Regions from separate parts of the Mus musculus genome. Here region 2 is linked to region 1. The links are chromatin contacts, called in public HiChIP or PLAC-seq maps. All regions are on one chromosome and are shown on one strand. The core of a region is the stretch at or near the end of the contact, and the rest is flanking DNA. Distances in the headings are between cores, read along the strand shown. Region 1 overlaps Mdh2 (malate dehydrogenase 2, NAD (mitochondrial)). Region 2 overlaps Hip1 (huntingtin interacting protein 1).

Region 1 (7,804 bases), core at 1,444-3,943:
AACAACAACAACAAAAACCCACTTCAACAAAAATCCCACTTCCAAGTCCTGGATTTGAGCCCCCTTCAGGAATGGAAGTGTAGCTCAGTGAGGTGAACAGCTGTGTGGGTGCCCTGGAATGGGATATATAAGTTGCTCTCTGGATCCCCAAACTTGAGCTTGTATTTAGGAGGAGTGCCAGTCTATGGTGCTATTAAAATATTTAACTAGGGCTGGAGAGATGGCTCAGCAGTTAAGAGCACTGGATGCTCTTACTGAGGACGGAGGTTCGGTTCCCAGCACCAGTATGGCAGCTCACAACCATCTGTTACTTCAGTCCCAGGGGAATTAGTGCTCTCCTCTGACTGTGTGGGCATTGCACACTTATGGTGCACACACAGGCAAAGCACTCATACACATAAAATAAAAAAACAAAATCCTTTGAAGGATTCAGTATAGCTGGGTATGATGCTACACCTCAGCACCCAGCAGACTGAGCTAGAAGGATCATGGTTTCCAGGGTAGCCTGAGCTACATAGGGAGATCTTGCCTCAAAAATAAAACCAAGGAAGGAAGGAAGGCTGGGAGGTGGCTTAATGGTTAAGGACACTCTCACTGCTCTTGCAGAGGACTCGAGATCAGAGCCTTAGCACTCATGTCAGGATGCTCACAACCACCTGTAACTCTAGCTCCAGGGATCTGACCCCTTCTCCTGGACTTCACATATACCTGCACACACATGCAATTCCCCTCTCTACCCCCGCAACATATAATTAAAAATAAAATCTGGTTTTAGATGGTGTACTGGCTGGTTTAGTGTCAACTTGACACAAGCTGGAGTTATCACAGAGAAAGGATCCTCCCTTGAGGAAATGCCTCCATGAGACCCAGCTATAACACATTTTCTCAATTAGTGAGTGATCAAGTGGGGAGGGCCCAGCCCTATGTGGGTGGTGCCATCCCTAGGCTGGTAGTCCTGGGTTCTATAAGAAGGCAAGCTGAGCTAGCCAGGGGAAGCAAGCCAGCAAGCAGCACCCCTCCACGGCTTCTGTATCCACCCCTGCCTCCAAGGTTCCACCTGTGTGAGTTCCTATCCTGACTTCCTTTGGTGATGAACAGCAATGTGGAAGTGTAAGCTGAATAAACCCTTTCCTCCCCAACCTGCTTCTTGGTCATGATGTTTGTGCAGTATTAGAAACCCTGACTAGGACAGATGGGTACCGGATACTGGAAGCACTTGGGTACTGATCAGTGGACTTAGGGGTCCTCTTGGCGTGTTCAGCAGTTACCCATTTACTAAAGGGAATTTTGGGATGATCTACAGGCGATGGCCTCAGACAGAGCAACAACAGGTGACTTAAGTGGGCTACGGAAATGTCTCTTCCTCCCCAGTAGGTCAGCTATCCTGGGGTGACTATTTTCAAGAGGTTCTCCACTTCTGGCATCTGCTTCTGTCTGCCCTGCAGTGACCCCAGTTAGATGGCATAACAGAATGAAGAGGGTCAAGAGAGAATGTGATCTAGTCAACTGGCTAGGATCCCCTTGTGTTAGAGAAAAGGAGACAACAGTTCTCTCTCTCTCTCTCTCTCTCTCTCTCTCTCTCTCTCTCTCTCTCTCTCTCGGTCAGATTTGTCATTTTTATGTATATGTCTACCTGCACAGTCTTTTGTTTTGGTTTTTAAAATATTTATTTATTTGCTTTATGTACGAGTTCTCAGCTTTCAGACACACCAGAGGAGGGCATCGGATTCCATTACAGACGGTTGTGAGCCACCGTGTGGTTGCTGGGATTTGAACTCAGGACCTCTGGAAGAGCAACCAGTCATCTTAACCACTGAGCCATCTCTGAGTCCCCTACCTGTGCAGATTTATGTGCAGCACCTGAGTGCAGGAGTCCCCAGAGCCTGGAAGAGGCCGTTGGATCCTCTGGAACAGTCCACACCTGAGTGCTAGAAACTGGACTCAGGTCCTCCGGAAGAGCAATAAGCCTCTTACTGGGAGCTAACAATAGCCTTTTAAAGTAGGTTCAGGCGATCTATCCTGAGCCCAGAATACAGGCCCCAGGCCAGGTCTCTGGCCTCAGATGTCTGCAGAAACTGCAGGGCAGACCTGGGCCTGTCCCCACTCCTGTCCCCTAGGTAGCTTTCTTCTACACTGGGTTTGAATATCAGCCTCCTTTCTCCTTGGATATCAGCATTGTCCTTGTCCAGTGTCCAGAGCGTTGGAGGCAGGAAAAGCCCATAGACAGTCTGGCCACTCCCTCAAACCTACAGAGACTCAGAGCTTTGCTTTCCGACCTAGGGGCGTCTTTCCTTGGCCCTCCCTTTATTGTTTGCTCTTACTCTGGCGGCTGGCGACTGTCCCCTCCCTTCTGCCTGGATGAGACAAGACCAGACAGCACGGCTAGCCTGATTTGGCTCTGGAATGCTAATCTCACTCCCGAGTGACCTAGTCTGCCTGGAAACTATGCACAGCATCGGCCTCTCGCCCCCTCTTCTGGCCACAGAGGGAACTGCAGAGTCTGGGCCCGGAAGCCTGGACACCACAGCGAACTCACGAAAACTCACTAAATTGCTCTCCTTTTCATTTTCCAATGCGACCGTGGTTCCTTCCCCTGACCCCAGCAATCTTCTACAATCCATTTGTTCTCATTCGGGTCCCCCACTGCCTCGAAGCTGCTAAGGACTGCCTCTCATAATGGCTTGCATAATGAGCACATTAACACTCCAATCACCACCCTCGCCTTGCTTTGCTAGTCAGGAAACAGGAGGTGGTCAGGGAGGGAGTTAACTGGATGGACATTCTACAAGAACAGTACTAGCTTTTAGCTGCTAAGTCATCCCTCCAGCTCTTCCTGGTCTTCCACTGACCCCAGAGCTCCCTGATTGGCTAGCCTGGCTGGCCAGCAAGTGCCAGGAATCCTCCTGTCTCCGTTCTACCTCCAATTTCCTCAGTGCTGTGGTTACATGTGCATAATGCCACACCTGGCTTTTTCTGTGTGCTCTTCGTCTGTGTTTAAGTACTAGGTATTTCCCCCACTGAGCATCTCCCCAGTGGCGCTGAGAGGGAGTGGAAATGGGGCTGAGAAGTGAGTTGGCCCTTCCCAAGCTGCTTACAGCCACCCCGTTGACTCTCAGGCTCTCTGTTGTGTTCTTGCATCGTGGAGTGCCGGCCTTTGGCTAGGAGTCTCTTGGCACTTTCCCGGAATGTAGTCTAGAGCCCACTTCGCATGCAAAGAGGATCTTTCTCATTGGACTGAAGCAGCTTCAGTCTGTGGCCTAACACCAAATTGTGAAGTTATTTAAAACATCGAGTCATCTCCCTCTTTTGTTAGATTTATATTTGTGTGCACGTGTGTTCAGGTGTGTTTGTCTGTGTGTGCACTTGTGTGTGGAGGTCAGAGGTCAACTTCAGGTGTTCCTCAGAACATCCAGTCTGTCCATCTTGGTTTTGAGACAGTCTGTCTCATGGGCCTGCCACTCAGTGATGTGACCAGGTTGCCTGGCCAGTGAGTCCTGGGGGTTCAAACTCACGGCCTTGTGCTTATGAAGAACATGTCCTCTACCAGGGAACTGTCGACCTTATGCAATGTTTTCCTTACTAGATTGTGGGACTTTTGATGAGGAACCTTGTAGCTGGCAAGGCCTTAATCTCAGGCTCAGAAGTTTGGACACACTTGCTCCTTCGCTGCCTGAAATGCTAGCCCAGCACTCTCCTGTGTGAGCAGGCTGCCAAGGAAGACTGGAGATCCCTGCTCTGCCTAGACATCTGGGGGTGTCTTTTCTGGAGCCTTGGGGTCCCAGCCCTTCACCTTCATTTCTCCTGCTAGTTCTGAGACCAGAGCTGTCAGGCGAGACCTGACAGGCAGGAGCCAACACCAATGTGGCAGTGGGACCTGAGATCCCAGCGCTCAGAAGGATTTTTCACCTTAAGCGGGATTTTGTATTACCTTAAACATAGTGAGACTGTCAAAAAAGCATGTAGCCAGAGGACATAAAGGTCATTGCTTTCCTACTTTCACTCTTGCCATGGAGTTTTTGCTGGGTGGTATGTGTTTATGTGGTGATGCTTCGTGGCTGGTTTCTTTTCTCTTCCTCTTTAGGTTGAGACAATGTTTCTATATGTAGCCCTGGTTGTCCTGGAACTATGTAGACCAGGCTGGCCTCCAGCTCAGAGATCTGCCTGCCTCTGACTCCTGGTGCTGGAATTAAACACCTCGCTTTGCTACAATTTGTTTCTAATACCAATTTTTTTAAAGGAAGATTATTTTATGTATGTGAGTACACCTTAGCTATACAGATGTTTGTGAGCCTTCATGTGGTTTTTAGGGATTGAATTTTTAGGACCTCAGCTCACTCTGGTCAATACCGCTCGTTCAGTCCCTGCTTGCTCCAGCCCAAGCTTCATTTATTATTATACATAAGTACACTGTAGCTGTCTTCAGACACACCAGAAGAGTGTGTCAGATCTCATTACGGGTGGTTGTGAGCCACCATGTGGTTGCTGGGATTTGAACTCAGGACCTTCGGAAGAGCAGTCATCTTACCAGCCCCCTCTAATACCAATTCTAACTGTGCATAAGTTCACTAAGTTATATGGACTTTGGGTCTACATTTTTGGGTGTGTGATACTTTTATTTACTTAAAGGATTTTTTAATAATAAAGTCTATACAAAAAAAAAAAAAAAAAGGACTAACCAGGATTGGGCAGATGGTCCAGTCAAGTAGAGCGCTGACTAGTCATGCAAGAATGAGAACCTGCGTTTGCTCTCCAGCATCAGTTGTTCCCCCTCTCCCCACTTCCCTCTCGCACCAGGCCTTTAATTTTCTCATTACACATGGTTGTGAGCCACCATGTGGTTGCTGGGATTTGAACTCATGACCTACGTAAGAGCAGTCAGTGCTCTTAACCCCTGAGTCATCTCAACAGCCCAACAGCCCTCCAGTACCAATCTTAAAAAAAAGAAAGAAATAGGGCCTGGAGCTATCCCAGCCTATGCCAGCACCCATGGGGCAGCCCTGAAATATGAGCAGTGACCATCCACAACCAAGAGATCACTAGACCTTAGCTCCAGCCTGTCAGGTGAAAGGAAGGTTGCAGAATTGAGGCACAAAGGAGGTGGTTCTGTTTCTCCCCTCCTGGAGCAGACTGCACTATGTAAGCCAGGCTGACCATGAACTTGCTCCTCAGACCTTTTATTTTTGGTGGCACTAGGAATTGATCCAGTCTGTTCTCTGCTGCTGTGACAAGCACCATGGCCAAAAACACTTCAGGGAAGAAGGGCTTATGTGGCTTAAACTTCCAGGTCTCAGGCTATCATTTGAGGGAGCTCAAGGCAGGAACCTGATAGCAGGCCTGCTTGCCATTCCACATATTACCTCAGACCAAGGAACTCACTTCACTGCCAAACAAGGGCAGAAAGCTTACACTCAGCCAAATTTCTAAAAGATTATTTTGTTCTGTTGAGACAGGGTCTCACTCTGTAGTGGAACTATGAAGACCACGTTAGCCTGGAGCTCATAGAGATCTGTCTGCCACACCTCCTGAGTGCTGGGACTAAAGGTGTGCCACCATACCCAACTACTATCTTCAGTGTTTGTGTGGCTATTTGTACCTGCACCTTTGCTCACAGAAGCCAGAGGCATTGTAGGTCCCCCTGGAGTTGGAGTTACAGGCAGCTGTCAACTGTCTGGTATGAGTGCTGGTGACTAAACTAGGTTCTAGAATAGTATAGGCCTTTAACCAGCTCCCTCTAGCCCCAGTGAGCTTTCCTTCATTGTAGGACCACCTGTCCAGGGAATGCTGCTGCCCACAGTGGGCAGGGCCTCCCAACAAAATTAACAATTAAGGCAATGCCATATAGACTTGCCTGCAGGCACATTTAATCTGGGTAACTTAGAGGGAGGTGTTGATATCCAAATTGGTTCTTGATTGTAACAATAAAGGAGGCAGAAGTCAATTGCTGGGTGAAGGGAAAAAGGTGGGACTTTTGGGTCCCAGGAGGAGGAGAAGGGACAGGGAGGATGAAACAACCATGTAAGATCTTGGGGGGCTGGAAATGGCAGTCTCTGCCCTGGCGGTTGGCTAGAATAGGTTAGCTGACAAGAATCAACTATCTAGCTAGTTTTAAAATATTTACTGTCTAGTGTTTTCCATCTGCAGAGCATAGTGGGCAGGAGGAGAAGGGACAGCAGGGAGAACAGCAGCCCAGGGTCAAATGAGCTAGTGCTTTTTAAAATTACACAAAACAGGGCAATCCCTCAATTGGAAAACTCCCCTTTCATGTGACTCTAGGCTGTGTCAAATTGATGGTTAAAAGCATGACAGATCTTAAGAGACATGCTAGGAAGCACTCTATTCCAGCCATGCCACTAATCATAGGTTACTGCTCTATAGCTGGGCTCTACCCTGCTGCTCTAATGTTCTGAGACAGTCTCCCTCCCTCAGCGGCCTGGAACTGCTCTTAACTCTGCAGTGCAGGCAGGCCTTGGCCTTTAGACCCTCCTGCCTCACCCTCCACAGAGTAGCTGGGGTGACAGGCATGCACCGCTAAGCTGGCCTTAGACTTCTCTGACTCTTCAGGGGCCTCTGCCTAACGTGGGAATAGCCGCTAGTTCTTGTTGATGTTATTATTTTGAGATAAGGTCTCCCTATGTAGTTTCAGCTGGCTTGTAGTTCAGTATATACACCAGTCTGGACTTGAAATCAGAGATCATCTTGTGTCCTGAGTGCTGGGATTCAAGGTGTGAGCCACCACACCCAACCATAGACTCTATTCCTGATTAGTGAGCTGATGGAAAAGGAAATCTACAGAGACCTTGAAAAAGAAAATCAGAGCCTGCTTTACTGTCATTATCAACAGACCAGACATAATTTGGAAGAGATGCTGATGCTGACTCAACACCCTCCATCAACGCAAACTAGATTCTCAAGTGGTTCCAAAGACATGATGCTGAATAAGTTAGGATGCTGCTGCTGCTGCTGCTCGAGGCTCACACCTCTCACTTCATGTTCTTGACAAAGTCCTCGCCTTTCTTGATGGAGGCTTTCAGCTCAGGGATAGCCTCGGCAATCATTTTTTCCTCAAAAGGAGTGATCTTGCCAATGCCCAGGTTCTTCTCCAGGCCCTTTTTCTGAATGAGAAGGGAAACGGTGACATGTGAAACCACATTCTAGCTTGGCAGCGCAGAGCTCTACCAGGTCACACGGCCAGTCCCTCACTGGAGGGTTCTAAGCAGAAGGACTGCACCTTAGCTGCACACCAGCCCAAAAGCCCTTTTCTTTCAACTGTGGCCTGGCCTTGACAGCCGTTCACAGCTGCCACATTCCCCAAGCTATACTTGCACAGCTCTGCTCTAAGTGACATTGTTCCTCCTCCCCTAAAGCCAAGCAGGTCCCCAGGCAGTGATGTGGGCTCGCCCTGGATACGCACCCCCAAGAGCAAGGGCGTAGAGAAGTAAGTGCATTCCGTCTCTTTGGACTGAACAAAAGAACACTCAACGACTCCTTCCTTCCCGTTCATGGCGTCCACGAGGGAGAAGACAAAGCGGGCTCCAGCATAAGCCATGGACAGAGTGGCAGAACCTGGGAGAGAACAGTGGGTCAGCACTGCCAGCACCAGACGCCAGATACCAATAGTGCTGCCGGGAAAGCACCTGCACCCCACACTCATTGGGGGGGGGGTATTCTGGGCTGCACTTCCGCACTTCACTGTCTCCAAATCTACAGTCACCTTCACCCTACAGAAAACTGAGCTGCCTTCTAGAACCTTCTCTTCAGGCAAAGGCAGATGCACCATGGAGAGAAGCACCCATTCGGTACCCAG
Region 2 (7,804 bases), core at 3,064-5,563, 300 kb after region 1:
TCAGATACCTGTGACTGGGCTTCTTTGTTTAATTGTTGTCTGTCTGTGCTATCACACATGTGTGTGGAGGTCAATGTCAGGCACTCATGAGGCAAAGGCAGGAACATCTCTATAAATTCGAGGTCAGTTTGGGCTACATATCAATTTCCAGGACAGCCAGGGCTCTGTGTGTGTGTGTGTGTGTGTGTGTGTGTGTGTGTGTGTGTGTGTGTGTGTGTGTGAGTGTGTGTGTGTGTGTGTGTGTGTGTGTGTGAGTATGTGTGTGTGTGTGTGTGTGTGTGTACATGTGCATACAATCCTAACCCCATGCTCCAGTACTTTTATAGGGGTGTCCTCTTCCTTCACCACGTGAGACTTGGGGATCAAATTCAGGCAATCAGGTTTGGCAGAAAGTGACTTTACCCACTGAATGGTCTCCTGCCCTTCACCTTGTATTTTTCTGAGGCAAGGTCTCTCTGGACTCGGAGCTTCCTGGGTAGGCGGGACTGGTGGTTCCCTGAGCCCCAGGATCCTCCTGTACTCCCTGCTCAGCTCCTGGATTGCAAGCACGTGCAACAATATTGGTGGACCTTCTCTCTGGGTGCCAGGAATCAAGCAGGTCTTCATATTTATGTAGCAAGGACTTGACCGACTGAGCCATCTCTTTATCCCCTGTTTGTGGATACTGGGTCTCACGTAGCCCAGGCCGATCTGTAACTCACACTAGCTAAGTCGTGACTTTGAATTAATTCTTCATCTTCCTGCCTCCATATTGTGAATGCCTGGGTTATAGGCAGATGCCATGATGCCCTGTTTGTGTGGTGCCAGGGATGGAGCCAGAGCCTCACGCATGCTGGGCACGAGCTCTATCAGTCAAGTTACATCCTCAGCCCTGGAACTAGGCCTTTAGTGAGCTGCCCTTGCCAGTACTTGGGTGCTGCCACGCTAATGCCCTTGAGGGAGATTTGTGGAGTTTGCAGTTGGCTCTCCTGTTTGGTCCATTAGGCAAACACAACACATATGGGGCTGTCCTTCCCTCAGATGATTGCTGTGGCAGGTCACCAGGGGACCTGAGGCCCAGCACCTGCTGTGGGGTCAGCTCAGGACTCTGTCCAGAACTACTGACTACTGTTTGTTTTTTCAGGAACACAGAGGGTGACATGCCTGGGAAGAGCCATAGGCATTCTAATTGCTAAATTTGTCATTCTGAGTACGAATCCCAGAAGTCCAGGGCACCAGCTGCCCCAAGAGCGGCTTAGCTCCACCCTCTTCCTGCTGTATTGACCAATCGCCTACTTGCTGAGACTTAGACTCTTGAGTCTTGGGCCAGCAAAATGGCTGGGCTGGTAAAGGTGTCAGACACCAAGACTGACAACCTGAGTTCAGCCCCTGGGACACACGCTGTTGAAGGAGAAAATTATCTTCTTCAGGTCAGCCTTTGACCCCACATTGTCTCTCCCCTTCTCCCTTTCTCTCTCTGATATACACTGCATACACACACACACACACACACACACACACACACACACAAAACAACACAAATGAATAAAACCTGCCAGCTGTGGTGGTGCACGCCTCTAATTCCCCAGCACATGGGAGGCAGAGGCAAGCTTATCTCTGACTTTGAAGCCAGCCTGGACTACATGTTGAGTTCCAGGTCAGCCAGGGCTACGTAGTGAGACCCTGTCTCTAAATAAATAAATACATAAATACATAAATAACATATAATAAATAGAAGTGCTGAGGTGTTTGCAGAGATATTTAACTAGGGAGGGAAGACCCACCCTGAATGTAGGCACTGATATTTCATGGGCTGGGGTCTCCGACGATAAAAAAGGAAAAAAACACAGGGCCAGGTGCTTTTGGGGAATGCCTTTAATCCCAGCACTCAGACTGGTAGATCTCTATGAGTCTACAGAGCTTAGATCCAGGACAGCTAGGGCTACACAGAGAAACCCTATCTCAAAAAACAAACAAACAAATAAGAATGAAAAAAGAAAGAAACAAAAAGTAAAAGAGAAAGAAAGGGGTTGGGGATGTAAGTCAGTGGAGTACTTGCCTGGTATACACAAGGCTGAGTTCCGTCCTTGGCACTACACAAACTGGGCACAGTTGGAGGAGCCTGTAATGCCAGCAGCACGCAGGAGGTGGAGGTAAAGGGATCAGGTACATAGCCTAAGGGACATGAAATGCTGTTTCAAAAAAAAAAAAAAAGTCATACTCAGTGATTTTCCTCCAGCTGGGCCCCACCCTACCTTTGACCACCTTCTATAATGGCATATTGTGAATACATTAAATAATTAATCCTCTGATTAGGTCAAAGCCCTCCAGATCTGTCTCTGGAGGCACCTGATAGACACACCGGAGAGATGCTTAGCCAATCCATAGGGTTCTTTTTCTTATTCTTTCTCTCTCTCTTTCTTTCCTTTCCTTTTTTTTTAAGATTTATTTATTCATTATATGTAAGTACACTGTAGCTGTCTTCAGACACACCAGGGAGTCAGATCTCGTTACGGATGGTTGTGAGCCACCATGTGGTTGCTGGGATTTGAACTCTGGACCTTTGGAAGAGCAGTCGGGTGCTCTTACCCACTGAGCCATCTCACCAGCCCCTCTTTCCTTTCCTTTCCTTTTCCTTTTTCTTCTTTTTTGCTTTTCTTTCTATTTTTTTTAGACAGGGTTTCTCTGTGTAGCTCTGGCTGTCTTAGAACCCACTTTGTAGACTAGGCTGGCCTCAAACTTACAGAGATCTGTATGCCATCAGGTTCAGCTCTTTTATGTTGCTGAGCAGTGGTGGTGCACGCCTTTAATCCCAGCACTTGGGAGGCAGAGGCAGGTGGATTTCTGAGTTCCAGACTAGCCCGGTCTACAGCTAGGACAGCCAGGGCTACACAGAGAAACTCCGTCTCGGAAGAAAAAAAAAAAAGACATGTTATAGCCGGGTGTGGTGGCAGGCACCTGTAGTTCCAGCACCCAGGAAGGAGAGACGGGCTTATCTCTGAGTTTGAAGGGGGACAGCCCAGGGCGACACAGAGAAATCTTGTTTCAACAAACAACAAAGACTTATTGTATGATTTTATTTGTGTGTGTCTGTGCTGTGCATGTGTGTGCAGAGTGCGCAGGTGTTCACAGAGGCCAGAAGGAGGCGCAAATTCCCCGGAGCTGGAGTTAGTGGTATTTGTGAGCCATCTGTTGTAGATGCTACACACTCCAAACCCTGGCCCTCTGACACAGCAGCGGTGAATGCCCTTAACCGCTGAGCTGTCTCTCTGCTCTTCTGTTACCCCTTCCTTCATATCACCTTCTCTTCCATCTTTCCTAATGTTTCTATTTATTTAATTATTCTTGTGTGTGCACATATCTGCCGTGGCACACACATGAAGGTCAGAGGACAACGATGTGGAGTCTGTTCTCTCCATTTTGCCTTCACATGGGCTCCAGGGTTCGAACTCAGCTTGCCAAAGCCTCTCCAGGCACGAGCCTTTATCTGATGGGCCATCTCTCCAACCCACGTTGGATGTTTTGAAATGTGTCTCCTGTAGTCCAGGCTAGACTTCAACTCGCTAAGGTAGCCAAAGATGAGCTTGAATGTCTAATCCCCCTGCCTCTGCCTCCTGAGGGCTGTGTTCTGCCATGGTGGGTTGATGTGACACTGGAATGGAGCTCAGAGCTTCATGCGTGCTAGGTAAGGATGCTACCCACTGAGCCACAACCTAGTCCCATCTCTTCACTGCAGATATTAAAGCATAGTATACAAAGTTGAAGAAACTTAAGGTGGGTGTGGCAGTGCACACCTGGGTCCCCAGCACCCTTGAGGCAGGTCAGGAGCTAGAGAGATGGTGGCTCTGTGGTTAAGAGTACTGCCTGCTCTTCCAGAGGACCTGGGTTTGATTCTCAACACCCACACGGAGGAGGCTCACAACCACAAATAAACAGTTGAAAAAAATACAAAAAACAAAACAAAACAAATCCAGGGACCTCTGGCCTATCCCTGCTTATCCCCAGGTTCCATGGTCACTGCTCCTTATATCAGCATGTATCTCCGTAGTCATAACAATGCCTTCTGCCCCAGCCTCCCGGATGCGCGTAGGATTGAACGAGACAATAGACCAAAAGGTATTTTGTAAACACTGCAGCCCTGTAGAGAGAGACTTTATTTTTAAAAACAATAGCGTAACAACTAAGGCTACAAGCCCTTTGACAAGCATTGTTTGATTACTAAGCTTATCACTGGGAATTACTGAAATTGATCACCTTTACAACGCAATGCTCTGTATCAACGCCCTACCCTGGCCTGGCCCCCAAGGCCTGTGGTGTGGAATGTGTAGGGCCAGGCTGCACAAATCTGGTCACCAGTAGGTGTCAGCCTCCACCAGGACACATCCACTGGTCTATATACTTGTCAAAGAATGGCAGCTTTCTCCCTTTTCCATAAAACTTTCTTTTATGTGTGGTACTGAGGCTTTCACACCTGCTAGGAAAGCACTGTCACTGAGCCACGCCCCCAGCCCCTCACTGGAGGATTCTAGGCAGGTGCTCCACCACTGAGCCACGCCCCCAGGCCCTCCCTGGGGGATTCTAGGCAGGGGCTCTACCGCTGAGCCACGCCCCCAGCCCCTTACTGGAGGATTCTAGGCAGGGCTCTACTGCTGAGTCATGCCCCCAGCCCTCTTTATATTTTGTTTGTTTGTTTAGGTTTTTTTGGTTTTTACTTTGAGGTAAGGGTCTCACTTAAATTGCCAAAGATGAGAAGTATGGTAAAGTGGGAGGGGTGAGAGACTGGGAGAAGGTAGACTACAAAGGTGGGAGGGGAGGCCAAAGCATTAAAGGTCTTGATTAAAAAAAAAAAAAGGGGATCTGTTTTTTATTTGAGGTTGGCCGATGAGAAATTATAATTAAATTACTGTAAGAATGATGAGAGAGAGGGGGCTGGAGAGATGGCTCAGCGGTTAAGAGCACTGACTGCTCTTCCGAAGGTCCTGAGTTCAAATCCCAGCAACCACATGGTGGCTCACAACCATCCGTAATGAGATCTGACACTCTCTTCTGGTGTGCCTGAAGACAGCTACAGTGTACTTAATTATAATAATAAATAAATCTTTAAAAAAAAAAAAAAAAGAATGATGAGAGAGGAAGAGACTACAGGCAAATATGTAGATCAGTTGAGAGGGTGTGTTTGTTTTACAATTTTTACTCCATTTATTTATTTACTTATTTATGTGCTTATTCATTTATTGGTGGGGCCCACACATGTCCCACATATGCCACTGTCCTTGTGTGGAGGTCAGAGGGCAGCTTCCAGTAATCAGTTGACTCCTTTTATCATGTGGGTCCCAGGGATCGAACTTAGTTCTTTAGGTAAGTGCCTTTAGGTGCTCAGCAGCCCCCAGAGGCTGTTTTCTGAGACACTTCTGCACAGGCCTCGCCCCTGTAAATGGAGCAAGGTACATTCTTGCCCCTGGCTAGCTGGTCCTCTTTTGTCACAGCTTCAGGGTGAGGTAACTGGAAAGCAGCCCAGCCCAAGGGCAGTTTAGGCAAGCTTCAGTGCTTGCTGGCCTTTGAGCATGTGCATTTCCAGTAATCGCTACAACAAAGCTGACCACAGGCTCAGTAGTTAAAACATCAGAATTCTGGGGCCAATGACAGGGCTCAATGGGTAAGGGTGCTTGCCACCAAACCCAGTGACCTAAGTTCAGATCTCCTGGATCCCACATGGTGGAAAGAATGGATTTTTGCAAACACACACACACACACACACACACACACACACACACACACACACACACGCACACACGCACAGCCTCTCTCTTTCGTAAATGTAATAAAAATAGAAGCAGTACCTTGCCCCCTCATCTTCTTATGGCTCTGGAGCCCAGAACCTGGAAATTTATGTTACTAGGTCACAATCAAAAGTTTTGAATGGAAAAAAATAGAAAGGAAAGGACATGACTTCTGGGTGTGGTGGCGGAGAAAGTTTATTGTAGATACAAGGGAGAGCATAGCCAGAGGCAGGGACACCTTACAGAAATCAGTTGGGAGAGTCCAGTTGGTCATGCCCCTTAGCCATGTGAGGAGGGGAGGGGAGGGGAGGGGAAGATAGGGACAGGAGGGGAGGGGAGCCAGGTTCAGTAACTAGGAGGCTCAAAGAGAGAAGTCCAAGAGGGCAGGTAACCAAATGGTTGGATTCTAAAGGGAAGGGCATCTGGAGCAAGGGCAGCACAGCCCCTGGCTGGAGGGTTCAGGTCGGGTGGTGGTGCCATCCAGGGGTTAGGACTTAGGGGTGCAGGGAGAACCTGGTGGCCAGTGTGCCCTTTGATATCTTAAGTAGGCACCTCAGCCATTTGTCCCAGGTTTAAACTTTGTGTTGGTAGTAGGTTAAGTGTTTGTTCCTCAAGCATGAAGACTTAAGTTCAAATCTCCAGTGCCTTTTTAGCTAGGTATTGATGCAGACTCTTATCTTTCCAGCGATCTGCAGGCTTTGGCAGGGCATTGAGATTGCTGTGAGTTCAAGGCCAACCTGGGCTATATAGAGTTGGGGAGGGGGGGAGGAGAGTGAACACACCTCAGCTAGGTGTGGTGGTGCATACGTTTAATCCTATCACTTAAGGGGCAGTTCCAGGCCAAGTTTTAGGTCAGCCAGGGAAATGTGGTGCCTGTCTCAAAAATAAATAAAAATTAAAAAGCATCACCCAAACTCGGGGAATTTATAACTGGACACAAAATCACACACCTTAGATCTCAGCACTCTGGAGGCAGAGGCAGGTGGATCAAGGTGACTTTGAGGCCAGCCCGGTCTATTTGAAACAGACAAACACAAGTCAGCATTTGTAAAAGATGGAGAACAGAACTGCTACAGAGCATATGAGACCTTGTTGGAAAACAACAAAAGCCCACACTCAAATAGAAAAGCAACTGTTGGGAATCCTTGATCTGTCAACCATTTCCATCCAGGCTTAATGGTTCACAAACTTCCATCCTTGAGCAGTGTCTTGCTTGGTAGCTCCTGGCTGTGCAGCCTTGGCTACTCTGGAAACCCTGGTTCTCCTGCCTTTGTGCCCGGGTGCTAGGCTTTTGGCCAGGAGCCACCACACCTAGCTCCCTACATAACTTCCTCTTTTAGATCACTCTGATTGCATGCTCGCCCCCACCCACCAGAAGGCTTTCGGGAAAACCCGTCCCAACTTCATAGATAAGAACTCTGATTCCAGAGGAGGGGAGATCCTCTCCTGCCCAGCAGGCTCCTTCCAGTAGGTACAAAGAGACCCAGTGTTTGCTTCTTGGTATTGGGTGGACCCTATCCCTTCTTCCTTTGAAAGTCTTGTCGAGCTTGTCCTCAGATACACAGTATGCTTGAGGCCAGCCCTGGCTCCAAACAGGAGAGCCTGTCAGGGCTATTGGAGGTCTTTAGTCCCAGCACTAAGGAGGTAGAGGCAAGCAGATCTCTATGGGTTTGAGACCCACCTAGTTTACCTGGTTATAGAGATTTACAGGCTAGCTAGGGTTACATAGTGTAACCATCTAAAAAAAAGAAAAAGAAAGGAAGGAAGAAAGAATGGAAGGAAGGAAGGAAAGGAGAGAGAGGAAGAAAGAAAGAAAGAAAGAGAAAGGAAGAGAGAAAGAGAAAGAAAGAAAGGAAGGAAGAAAGAAAGAAAGAAAGAAAGAAAGAAACCAACCAAGGGTTAGGGAGATGGCTCAAAGGCTAAGAGTACTGGCTGTTCTTACAGAGGACCTGGGTTCAGTTCCCGGAACCCACACTGTGGTTCATGACCATCTGTGGTTCATCCCCAATTCAAGGGAATCCTGTGTCATCTTCTGACCCCTACGT

What was found. HiChIP or PLAC-seq counts read pairs in DNA pulled down with a chosen protein or histone mark.
Region 2: an H3K27ac HiChIP or PLAC-seq map of embryonic stem cells shows a contact between it and region 1, with 3 times the contacts expected there. The contact joins two enhancer-like sites. A contact is called at or near these places in 5 of 115 datasets of contacts at active chromatin or transcription factors (embryonic limb bud and embryonic stem cells) and 2 of 9 other capture datasets (embryonic stem cells and pancreatic islet).

The regions. Positions count from the first base shown.
Region 1 is chr5:135,789,385-135,797,188 of GRCm38.p6, reverse strand. Mdh2 (malate dehydrogenase 2, NAD (mitochondrial)) reads right to left here. Exons shown (of 9, transcript NM_008617.2): 8 at 7,412-7,563; 9 at 6,803-7,112. The coding sequence ends at 6,981. Among named protein-coding and RNA genes, the nearest start is that of Mdh2, 15 kb to the right of the region's middle. Within about 2 kb of position 2,693, at least 225 of the 459 cell types and tissues checked have an H3K27ac peak or open chromatin away from gene starts, as enhancers often do. A contact at or near this core is called in embryonic stem cells, where this site is marked.
Region 2 is chr5:135,490,985-135,498,788 of GRCm38.p6, reverse strand. The region is part of intron 1 of Hip1 (huntingtin interacting protein 1); the gene reads left to right. Among named protein-coding and RNA genes, the nearest start is that of Gm52790, 41 kb to the left of the region's middle. Within about 2 kb of position 4,313, at least 28 of the 459 cell types and tissues checked have an H3K27ac peak or open chromatin away from gene starts, as enhancers often do. A contact at or near this core is called in embryonic stem cells, where this site is marked.